Regions from separate parts of the Mus musculus genome. Here all the other regions are linked to region 1. The links are chromatin contacts, called in public HiChIP or PLAC-seq maps. All regions are on one chromosome and are shown on one strand. Each heading gives the region's core, a stretch centred on a gene start, on an enhancer-like site or on the middle of the called end of the contact. The rest is flanking DNA. Distances are from core to core; before and after follow the strand shown. Region 1 holds the start of Wdtc1 (WD and tetratricopeptide repeats 1). Region 2 holds the start of Eya3 (EYA transcriptional coactivator and phosphatase 3). Region 3 holds the start of Rcc1 (regulator of chromosome condensation 1).

Region 1 (3,573 bases), core at 631-3,130:
TTGTGGGAGTGTTGTTTTACCCACTGGAAACACTTGTCTTGAGAAAGATGCAGGATAAATATTAGCTACCTTGTAGCTTTATTGACCCAGTCACCCTAACAAAGACTGTAGGCCTAAAGCTAGGACCTGTGGATACATGATGTCAAGACCTTCAAGTCTTAATATCTGTGGAGTTTTTGTTTTTTTGAGACAGAGTTTCACCGTGTAGCTCCAGCTAGGCTGGAACTCGCTACTAGCCTCAGTTAATACAGGACCACTCACATCTACCCCCACATACTGGAGGTATGTGCCCAGCTGAGTATTCTGTCTCTCCGTGTCTCTGTCTCTGTCTCTGTCTCTCCATACAGCTAAGCAGGAAAGGTCAGGAGGCATGCCCCACAACCTTTCTAGAAGATGAAGACTGACCTGAATTCACAAGAGAAAGAAATCACAAGTGGTCCGAACAGAAATGAGCAAAGACCAGACACTTATGGGAAGAGAAACTTAGGACCAGCACTCTTTTAAAGATTTGTTTATTTTTATGTATATGAGTACACTGTAGCTGTACAGATGGTTATGAACCCTCATGTAGTTGCTGGGAATTGAATTTAGGACCTTAGCTCACTCCAGTCAGCCCTGCTAGCTCCAGCCCAAAGATTCATTTATTATAAATAAGTACAATGTAACTGTCTTAGAGGCACCAGAAGAGGGCATCATATCTCATTATGGATGGTTATGAGCCACCAAGTGGTTGCTGGGATTTGAACTGAGGACCTTCGGAAGAGCAGTCAGTGCTCTTAACCGCTGAGCCATCTCTCCAACCCTGGACCAGCACTCTTAAGTGCTAAATGTTTGTACTTAGTCTCCAGCACTGCCTGGTTTCATTCCTTGTTTTCTAACCAGTTGTGTGACCCTGGGCTAGCATCTTTTTAACTACTTTATGCTTGTTTCTTCTTTTTAAAAACATAGGAACAATTGTATCTATCAAAGAGAGCATGCCCAATACAGTGAAAATAAAAGTGTTATTACTTAGACGTTGGCATACTGTGTATCTGCCACTCTAAGAGAAGAGAAATGTAAGGTGATTGCTTTTGAGTTGAAGCTCCTGGTCTCTCTCCCTTAAGTTATCTTTACTGCCACCTTTGTCACCTTGGAACTCCCTTAGAGAGGAGGGTGTCTCCGTTCTGACTTGGAGCTTGAAAGTCAGAAGAGCAATTACTTGGCTAGTATTAGATAGACCTTGTCTGCCATCGATCTGGGTTCCTAGAGCTCCCAGGTCACTCAACATAGGACCTTTTCCTTCCAGCACCTGAAGATTCGAGCATGGAACCTGTAACTTCAGCAGCCCCCTAGAGCAAGGAGCAGGCTGAGGCTTTGCTCTGGGAGGACTCAGGGTCTTAGCCTTAGGTGTCCCCTAATTTACAGCATCAAAAGCAATTTTGATGAGCTCTTAGCCCTTGGAGGGTCTGTACTGGACCTGGGAGAACATGTGGAATTGGGACTCAGAAAAGGTGTAGTGGGATGGGAGGTGCGTCCAGGTAACTAATGGTAACCGGGCGGGGCAAGTCCACGCCGCAGGACCTCTGCGATGGCGAAAAACTACGACTCCCATGATACTCCAGAGCTGAGCCCCGCTTTTCCGCCCGCCCACTGGCTGCCGTTCCCGCGAGCGGTGAAGCCGATTGGCCCCGGCGAAGTGGGGGGCTCCCCCGCTAGCAGGTTAGTGGGCGCCACCGGCAGCAGACGTTGACCGGGCGCGCGATGGAGGGGGGGTGAGGGTGGCAGAGAGGACTAGGGCCCGCGCTCACTATTCAGGAAACTGCCGAGCGCCATCGCCGTAGCGTAGCCGCGGACCGTGAGACGCGGGGCCGGCGCGGAGACTGCGTGGCGCAGGCGCAGTGCGGGACTTCTCCTGGGTCCCCAGACAGCTGGAGGAGATAAACAGAGGAGGAGGGAGGGGAGTGCGTGTGTGAGAGCGCGCGAGGGAGTGTGAGTGTGTGTGAGCGCGGGTGTGAGGCGGTGCGCAGGGGCGGGCGGAGGCGCTGTCCGGCCCCGGCCAGGCGCCGGGCGGGGAGCATGGGAAGAGGCTAGAGCTGCCCGGGTCCCCAGCCCCCTTCCCGGGATCCGCACCCCTGCTCCCGGGAGAGGGGCCGGGCCCCCCCGGACCGACATGGGCTCCTGAAGTTGCTCCGCTGCTGGTCCTGGGAAGAGACCTGACAGGTACGGGTCGCCGCCGCCCCATCCCCGCCGCAGATGTCGAGTCGGGGACCGGCTCCCAGAGCCCCGGCTCCGGGGCCGTCCGCTCTGGGCCGGCTCCCTGCTTGGGGGCCTGAGCCCGATCGCCTCGGGACTCCGGGGTGTCCCGGGAAGGGGTCAGGCCTCGGCGGCGAGGAAGGGCAGAAAGGGCCGGGGAAGGGAGGCTAGAAGAGGACTGGCTGGGAGGTCGGGGGAGGGGGTGGGGGAAGGCTGTAGGAGTCCCGCAGGCTCCACCGGGGCAGAGGTAGAAGTCGTCCTATCACGGGACTTTTATTTATTTATTTTTTGCGGAGTTTTTGACATCTGATCTGGCGCCGATCGCACTCAGGAAGAAAGGGGCAGGTGGAAGTTTCAAGAGGTCAATGACCTGGTCTGCTCTTTCCGTGTCTCTCTGCCTCTCTTTCCCTCTCTTGCTCTCTGTTTCTGTCACCCCATACTCCTTTTCTTTCTTTCTCTCCTTCTCCTTCCTCTCTCTCTCTCTCTCTCTCTCTCTCTCTATAGAGAGAGAGAGAGAGAGAGAGAGAGAGAGAGAGAGAGAGAGAGAAAGAGAGTGAGTTTTCAGGCTTCTGGCAGTCGCAGATGCCTTCAGTGGCTCATCCTGGCACCAAACTGAACTTTGCCAAGGTGTTTGCATCATCGACTGTAGCGCTAAGTACAAAGGGTCTCTGCTTGGGAGTGGGCTATTAGTACCCACTTCAAAGGGTAAATAAGAATCGGTAGAGATAAACTGCAAACCCGCAGGATCTCTTTCTGAAAAGCTTTAGTGGAGCGTCCCGTCCCACGCCCCACCCCCCACCCCCCATCCCAAGCCCGGTGATTGGAGTTTCTTGGCGACTTATGGTTTGCTCTCCGCTGCAGGTGCATTACCAGGACTAATAAGAATTAAAAAAAAAAAAGTATGAGGGTTTACATGCGATTTATCTGAGCAGTACAGACGATTTATCTTAGCAGCTGAGTGTGACTAATTTCTTGTGAATGTCTCTGGTGTTCTTAAATCTCTTGAGGTAAATGTGTTGGTGGAGCAACTTGAAAGTTTTCTCAAGTTTGAGTTTAGAAGCTGAGTACTGTGACTGTAGCTTTTCCATTCCTTCCAAGGATGGGGTGGATGATCGGGATAAAGTGTCAGATAAGCATTTTTTTTTTCATGTGTGGGTTTTAAAACAAAGTTTCATGTAGCTCAGGCAGGCCTTGAAATCATCTTGTAATTCATGCTGGCTATAAACTATTTTCCTGCCTCCAAGTCCCAAGTACAGGGATTAAGTGGTATAATGCTATTTCCCTTGGCCCTAAAGTTGTTTTGTTTTGTTTTGTATTTTGGAGATAGGCTTTCTCTATGTA
Region 2 (3,783 bases), core at 177-2,676, 700 kb after region 1:
GCCAGGTTAATCCTGAAAGCCAACCAGAAGGGTCTTTCTCTGTGGCATCTAGGACTAACATGGCCAAGCTCCAAAGTCCTTTGCTAAAAATAGGTGAAGGGAGTGGCCCAATTTTGGAATATGGCAGTCTATGTTCTATTCTCTTATGTGTATATGAGGGAGAACTGTGCCAAGAGGAACCAATAATAAACGCGGTTATTTGTTCTGTACATATTTAATTATTAATACTGAATTTTAGACTGATCACGCACAAAATGACGAAAAGAAAATGATGGTTGCAATGATATGCTACAAACACCCCAAAAACCGGAAGGGAGGAAAAAAAAAGAATTATCCAAATTTGTACCTCTAGATATACCTTAGATCACAAAATTTGAGAAACAGGACATTAACCATTATAAAGTCTAACCCTTTTCACATTATAGATGATTTTAAACCTCCAGAAAATGTAAGATAAGATGTCTTAAATTTTAAAATGCTAAGATCATGATTTCTAAACCATGGTAGCAACACTAGAGAAAAAGAAGTTAAAAAGAACGTTCTAAGAAACAATGTCTGGCTTATAAGGAAAATGATATTACATTGGTGAATCTTGGCAGAAAACAGCAACACCACACCACATCACAGTCGTTTAAAAGTTTAGAAACCCGGAGTCCTCTAACTTTAAATCCATGCAGAGTGAAGAACATCCGCACTTTTGCCTCAGCTGTGCACATCCATTCTCGTGGGACAGAGGACTCAAAACAGACAGGACGAAGACCTGTCAATTCAGGAGATCTCACAAGCCCGCCAGCGAGTCCGCCACCTGTTCGCTGCTGCCCAGAGAGCCCAGCAAACTGAGGCAGTGCGAGGACCTGGGGACGCCTTTGTTGTTCTCTAACTGGGGAAGCGACCTCAAGTCTAACCTCGCGCCTCCAAGCTGGAGCAGTCGGCCAGGATCTGGACTCGGAGGAAGCCCTCTCGCTCTGAAAGGGCAGGCGCAACACTCTTGTCATCTACCAGTCCCTGGAGGGGGGAAGGGTCACAGGCGAGGAGGGCTGGGGGACAGAGCCGAACCCCAACGCTCCGGGTGGAAAAACAGTGGATCGGGAAGAAGTGCTGAGAGAAGGGGGAGGCAGAGACCCGGCGCCTAGGCGAGAAGGGGCGAGGCCAGAGCGACGCCCGGGAAAAGCTCGAGGGCAGACCGGCAGGCAGGGACGAGGGGGACGGTGACGGGACCCCCTACCCAGCACGACCAAGGAGGACCTCTTCAGCCGGGACCCCGAACGCTGCACCCGAGCCACCGCGCTCACACCCTGGCGGCGGCGGGGACTCACCAGACGGCTGCAGACACTGCCCAGCACGACATGGGACGATTACGGACCCACTCTGGAACCAACAGAGTGGCGGAAACCGCGGCGTTAGCGTGACCCGGATGCGCATCCCTAGCCACCGGAAGTAGATGCGGGACCGCCTAACAATCCACACCCCGTTCCGACAGAACCCAGAGGACCAGTCAATCGTCTCGGGGCGGGGCAAGGCTTAGGTCCCGCCCACCTCGCAGACCCAGTTGCGTGATTGACTCCCTGGATCTTACGCACGAGATGACTTTCCGAGGATGCTGGTGCTGCTAAATTGCCGCCGCCTTCGTGAAAAGTACTCCCGCCCTCCCCAAAACAAAGTCAGATCAGGCTGATCTCGAACTGGGGACCCTCCTCCTTCAGCCTAGGGCTTGTGCCTCCATGCCCAGCCACCGCTCTCATCTTTGAAAGTAAGTTCTAAAAAAAAAAAATGTGTGTGATTCCTACCGTAAAGGGACGACGAAGTTGAAAAATGTTGACTGCAATTGGTCGAGTTAGAAAGACTAGGAGAGGAAAAATGGATGGGAACTTTTGAAGACACTTGAAAGGCTAACTCAAAGTGAACATTTCTATCCGAAAATTTAGTTTATACCTAGTATTATATTACACTTGCAGCTGCCTTCATTTTGTGCAAATTGTTTTCAGGAACATTTTGTTGTTTTTGTTTTTGTTTTTGTTTTGGTGTGTGTGGGGGTGGTTTTTTGTTGTTGTTTTTCCAAGAAAAGTTTTTCTCTATGGACCTTGGCCTAGAATTCCCTCTAAAGATCAGACTGGGCTCGAAATCAAGAGATCCACCTTCTTAGCTCAGAAACATTTTTTAATGCTTCATTAATTCTAAAATACAACTCAAGTGTGGACGAGGAATGGAGTTGAAGACAGGCTTTGTATAGTTGTCAGTGTATTCAATTCCATTCATGTTTGAAGGGAAAGACCCTCAAGAAAAAAAGACCCAGGCTGGTGAGATGGCTCAGTGGGTAAGAGCACCGGACCGCTTTTCCGAAGGTCCAAAGTTCAAATCCCAGCAACCACATGGTGGCTCACAACCACCCGTAATGAGATCTGACTCCCTCTTCTGGAGTGTCTGAAGACAGCTACAGTGTACTTACATATAATAAATAAATAAATCTTTAAAAAAAAGAAAAAAAGACCCAGAATTACAAATATTAGATTAACCCACAAAGTTTAAAAAACAAAAACCTAGCTTTTCAATACAAATAAAAATAAAAGATTTTTATTAACTGCTTCTATTTCAACAATTTTCTAAGCAACTACTTTTTGGGGAGCGAGCATCTTAACTGCTCTTTCTCACACATCACACCTACTTAGCACAATCAGTAGATGCTGTCTTCAAAGTCTTTGCAGAATCGGACCATTTTCCACCTGTGTTGGTATGAACCACAGTCAGTATGTAATTCTGAGGGTCCCATTCATGTTTGCTACCCTATACTCAATACAGAAGAGAGCCTCCCGTGAAAGCCTTAATCAGATCGTGTGCTTCTTCCAATGGCTCTGTCTCAGTGTGAACACTAAAATCCTTACATCACCTACAGGACTCAGAAGACTTTACTCTTCGAGTAGAACTCTAACCTACTTTGTCCTACCTTCCTTCCACTTACAACAGACTGGCCTCTGCTGTTCTCCCAGCCTGCAGGCAGGCTCTGGTGCTGTCTGCTTTCTACTCCCTCTACCTAGAGTACTTTTCCCTGAGACAGCTCTTTCTTTCACCTTGTCACCCCCTTTACATCTTCGAATGAGCCTTCTCACTGAGACCGCCTCTGACGCCTCTGATGCTGTGCTAGAACAGGAGCGATTGTCTCCCTTGTACTTTCCTACCCCCTGATAATTGTTCTCATGACGTTTGTCCAATCAGTTTCTTGGGGGGTTGGCGTACGGTCTCCCCACCAGAATATAAGTTCTGCAAGGGCTTGGATTTGGGTTTGGAGGAGTGGTTGATTGGTTGGTTAGTTGGGATTTTGTTTTTTGGTTTTTTGGTTTTTTTTTTTTGGTTTGGTTTTTGTTTTGTGTTTTTGAGATAAGGTCTCTTGTGTCCCAACTAGATTTGTGGTTGAGAATGGATTTGAACTCCTGATTCCTCTGCTTTCTTCTCTCAGGTACTAGAATCACAGGTGTGAGTCTGTGCCCTACTGGCATGTTTTTTTTTTTTTTTTTTTTGGGGGGGTGTATTTTAGCAATGTTTAGCAATATGTTACTATGTAACATATGTTACATAGTAAACAGTCAATTCATGAAAGCATAGATTAATTGCTCATTGGTTTGTTTTTTGTTTGTTTTTTTTTTTTTTTGACTGACATGAACCACCAGCTCCACCAGAGGGAGCCCACAAACAATGTGATGTCCCCAGACACTCTTCCCAAAGTACACACTGGACATACACATCAATCCTATGCTTATTAGCAATTACAAAACAACGCTCTAGGGCCGA
Region 3 (3,563 bases), core at 646-3,145, 990 kb after region 1:
CTCCCAGTGAGACCCTCTCTCATAAAGATAAAGAAAACTGTTTAAAATGCTAAAAATGTCAGTTTAGGACAACTTGGAGTCAGAAGTGATTGCAAAACACAGAAAATACTCTGTACAGATCACTGCTCTCAGGAAAGCCATACCCAATTAAATGTTTTTTTTTTTTTTTCTCCTCAGGGACACTTTAAATCTTATAGGGCTGCTTGTGTAAGGATTTTAGTGAGAGTTTTTTGGTTTTTCTTTTTCTTTTTTCTTTTTTTTTTTTTTTTTTTTTTTTTTTTTTTTTTTTTGGTTTTTCGAGACAGGGTTTCTCTGTATAGCCCTGGCTGTCCTGGAACTCACTTTGTACTTTGTAGACCAGGCTGGCCTCAAACTCAGAAATCTGCCTGCCTCTGCCTCCCGAGTGCTGGGATCAAAGGCGTGCGCCACCACGTCCAGCAAAGATTTATTTATTATTATACATAAGTACACTGTAGCTGTCTTCTGACTCGCAAGAGGACGTCAGATCTCATTACGGGTGGTTGTGAGCCACCATGTGGTTGCTGGGATTGGAACTCTGGACCTTCAGAAGTCAGTGCTCTTACTTGCTGAGCCATCTCTCCAGCCCCTCCTCCTCCTCCTCCTCCTCCTCCTCCTCCTCCTCCTTCTTCCTTTTTTAAATTTGTTTTTTAGTGTAGGAGTGCGTACACCTTCAGGCCAGAAGAGGGCATCAGATCCCTTTTATAAATGGTCGTGAGCCACCATGTGGTTGCTGGGAATTGAACTCAGGACCTCTGCCAGAGCAGCCAAGGGTTCTTAACCACTGAGCCATCTCTCCAGCCCTAAGCCATTTTTCACAGTGTTCTGCTTCTGGTGTTAGCTCCCAACTCCAACAATTCCCAGCTCTGAGTCATCTTTTCCTGCTCCCAGCCCTTACTCCCCCCTCCTTCCCTTACTATCTTGTAGTTGAGCCTTGCACCGCACACTTAGACAAAGCACTCAGCCACTGAACTACAACCAGTGCCCCTCTTCTCGCCCCAGGTTTTTTTCCTTCTTCTTCTTCTTTCTTTATGGGATAGAATCTCACTATGTATCCCTCCTGCCTCAGCTTCTGGAATGATGGGATTGTAGGCGGTGCCACCAACCCAGGCATTACCGAATCTACTTCCTGCTTGCTCTTTGCCTCTCCATTCTTGGTTACACTTTACCCAAAGTCCATTAAAGTTGTGAACATTTCATCTTGTGAGCAGAACCTTCCCATAATCACACACTGTCCCCGTAGACTAGACCTTTACCCTCTACTTTCAGACTATATGGCAGTTTCACATGTCTTACTCTCTGTCATTGCAAATGTCACCTCTCTGGGACAGGAAAGATGGCTCAGTGGTTAAGGGTGCTTGTTGCTCATGCAGAAGATGGGAATCCCATTCTAGCACATACATGGCAGGTCGCATCCATTTGTAACGCCAGTTCTACTGCAACCAATGCTCTCTTTCTGGCCTTTGAACTGTATACATACGTGGTACACAGATGTACCTACATGAAAAGCACTCATACATATAATAAATAAGGAAATGTTATTCATCCTGAATGCCTCTTCCACTTAGACTAATTAGCCGTTCCTGAGCCCTACCTAGACTGAATCAGATGGCTCTGTATAGATTGGGGTCTTTTGAGCCTTCTGCATATATAATTTGAAAACAAGAACCATCAGCCTTGTTTTGTTCCGTGCAGACCTCACGCACCAGATTTTCCTAAACAAACAGGAATTCTAGTAGTTCCTCCAGTTGGTTATTTGTCCACTCATCCCACTTTGGGGAGGAAATCTCCCAAGTACAGAATGCTGTGTACAAACTAGGAGCAGCCGCTCGCACTTCCCGCGGTGGCCGCCAGGGGCCGCCCGGCTCTGTGTTTTCCCTTCTGGCCAGGGTCGCGGCCGGAGGCCCGCAGAGCGCATGCTCGGGGCAGTTCACCGCCGGCCGCCGAGCGCCGGAGTTGCTTGTGGCCGCCCTGTCCCGAGGTAGGTCGCGCTCCGGTTCGTAGGGAGCCCTGGGGACGGGAAACCCGGAGGTGCGCGAGGTCGTGGTAGGCCGAGATCGCAACCTACATGGCGGGCTGCACGTGAAGCCGGCGGCGCTCCAGGCGCACGAGCTCCGGCCCGCGTGGGCCCCGCCTCGCCGGCGCTCGGGCCCCTTAGCCGTCGCGCTTGGGGCGCGCACTCCGCTCCGTGGCGGGAGATTCAAACGACTGATGCGCGGGGACCCGGGCGCGCGCGGCGGCGGGGAACTTGGGGAGCCGCCGGTGGGGAGGGGCCAGCAGCGTTCACAGACCGTGGCCTGTCCTTAACCCTCTTCAACCCCGTGTCACCCGGTTGTTCCGTGCCGCTGGGGAACAATGGTGACAAAGGCGGGTCTCCGTGACCTTTGCGGGACGCAGGGGCTCCCAGGCGAGTCTTCCGTGGGTCCACAGTTAGGGTCTCCTGAGATCAGCAAAGTATGCCCGTGGAACTTGAACGTCGCTGCTGCCACGTCTTTGGTTCATCCTAAATTAAGTCCTCCGACCACGTGTGCCGTGGGACAAGCTGAGGGTATGAAACAGACCCGGAAACTCCAAAGCAGAAGCCGTAACCGGGCTGTGGAGGGTTGGGGATAGCTTTCCAGGTGAGATTTTAATATGTTTGGGGTAACAGAATCAGGGTGATCCAGACATGGGGTACATACAGCACATGCAACCACTCGAAGAGTTTGGGTCATAGACATTGGTGCTTGTGGGGAGGGTGTGGAGGATACAGAGAAGGCTGCGTCACCCAAGAAGAGCATGCTAATGGAGCTCAGAAAAGATGAGTTAGAAGTGATTCACCAGGTTCTGGTTGCAGAGGCAACCAAGAGCAGGAGTCTGGATCGGGCAGGTCCCACTAGGTTCTCTTAAACCTTAGTCTCCTTGCCTTTAAAGGGAAAGTAATGTGTCCTATAATCTGTGCAAAGCTAGTTACTCAAACATCCCCCAGAACTATTGCCCCTCTCTCTCTAGGAAAAAAAAATTAACAGATAGCCCGAGGCTGTATCACTTACTTCTGGACCTGGGTGATGGACTTCCTGGTGTGGCTTGAGCGTGCTCAGTTCTCAGTTAGTTACTGGCCGCACACAGCAGCAGCCTGCCCAGGCTTTGCCTTCTCTCCTGGTAGCCTTTCTCACAGAGATATTCTTCCCTAAGTCTAGCTGGAAAGTTCTGAGTGTGGGGGGAAGGGAGGGACCACCGCTGGGGTTACCAAATGCTCCAGAAGTGGGAGTAACTGGAAAACCCTCCTCCTGGTGGGTTGTCTAACCTAGTCTACCCACCCCTTTGACTTAGCAGGTAAGGCTGTGAGCAGCTCCAGTCCTGGGTGTGTGTGTGTGTGTGTGTGTGTGTGTGTGTGTGTATGGGGGGCATCCTCTCAGCTGTCATCTCACCCATGGATGGTGTGCAATTCTATTCCTGACATGGGGACAGGTCTGAACTCTTAACGGGGTCATACACCGTAGGTGCTTATTAATGAAAGTTGACTCCTTCCTGGATTTTATTCTGAGTCTTGTCCGTTTTTCTCC

Evidence for each region. HiChIP or PLAC-seq counts read pairs in DNA pulled down with a chosen protein or histone mark.
Region 2: a contact with region 1 is called in a FOXA1 HiChIP or PLAC-seq map of pancreatic cancer cells. The contact joins the promoter of Eya3 here to the promoter of Wdtc1 in region 1. A contact is called at or near these places in 2 of 39 promoter capture datasets (liver and pre-B cells), 1 of 115 datasets of contacts at active chromatin or transcription factors (pancreatic cancer cells) and 1 of 9 other capture datasets (liver).
Region 3: a contact with region 1 is called in a FOXA1 HiChIP or PLAC-seq map of pancreatic cancer cells. The contact joins the promoter of Rcc1 here to the promoter of Wdtc1 in region 1. A contact is called at or near these places in 1 of 39 promoter capture datasets (pre-B cells) and 1 of 115 datasets of contacts at active chromatin or transcription factors (pancreatic cancer cells).

The regions. Positions count from the first base shown.
Region 1 is chr4:133,337,622-133,341,194 of GRCm38.p6, reverse strand. Wdtc1 (WD and tetratricopeptide repeats 1) reads left to right here and starts at 1,880. Exons shown (of 16, transcript NM_199306.4): 1 at 1,880-2,199.
Region 2 is chr4:132,636,689-132,640,471 of GRCm38.p6, reverse strand. It overlaps Eya3 (EYA transcriptional coactivator and phosphatase 3), which reads right to left and starts at 1,426. Exons shown (of 17, transcript NM_210071.2): 1 at 1,317-1,426.
Region 3 is chr4:132,344,082-132,347,644 of GRCm38.p6, reverse strand. It overlaps Rcc1 (regulator of chromosome condensation 1), which reads left to right and starts at 1,895. Exons shown (of 10, transcript NM_133878.3): 1 at 1,895-1,999. RefSeq lists a cis regulatory region at 1,493-2,340.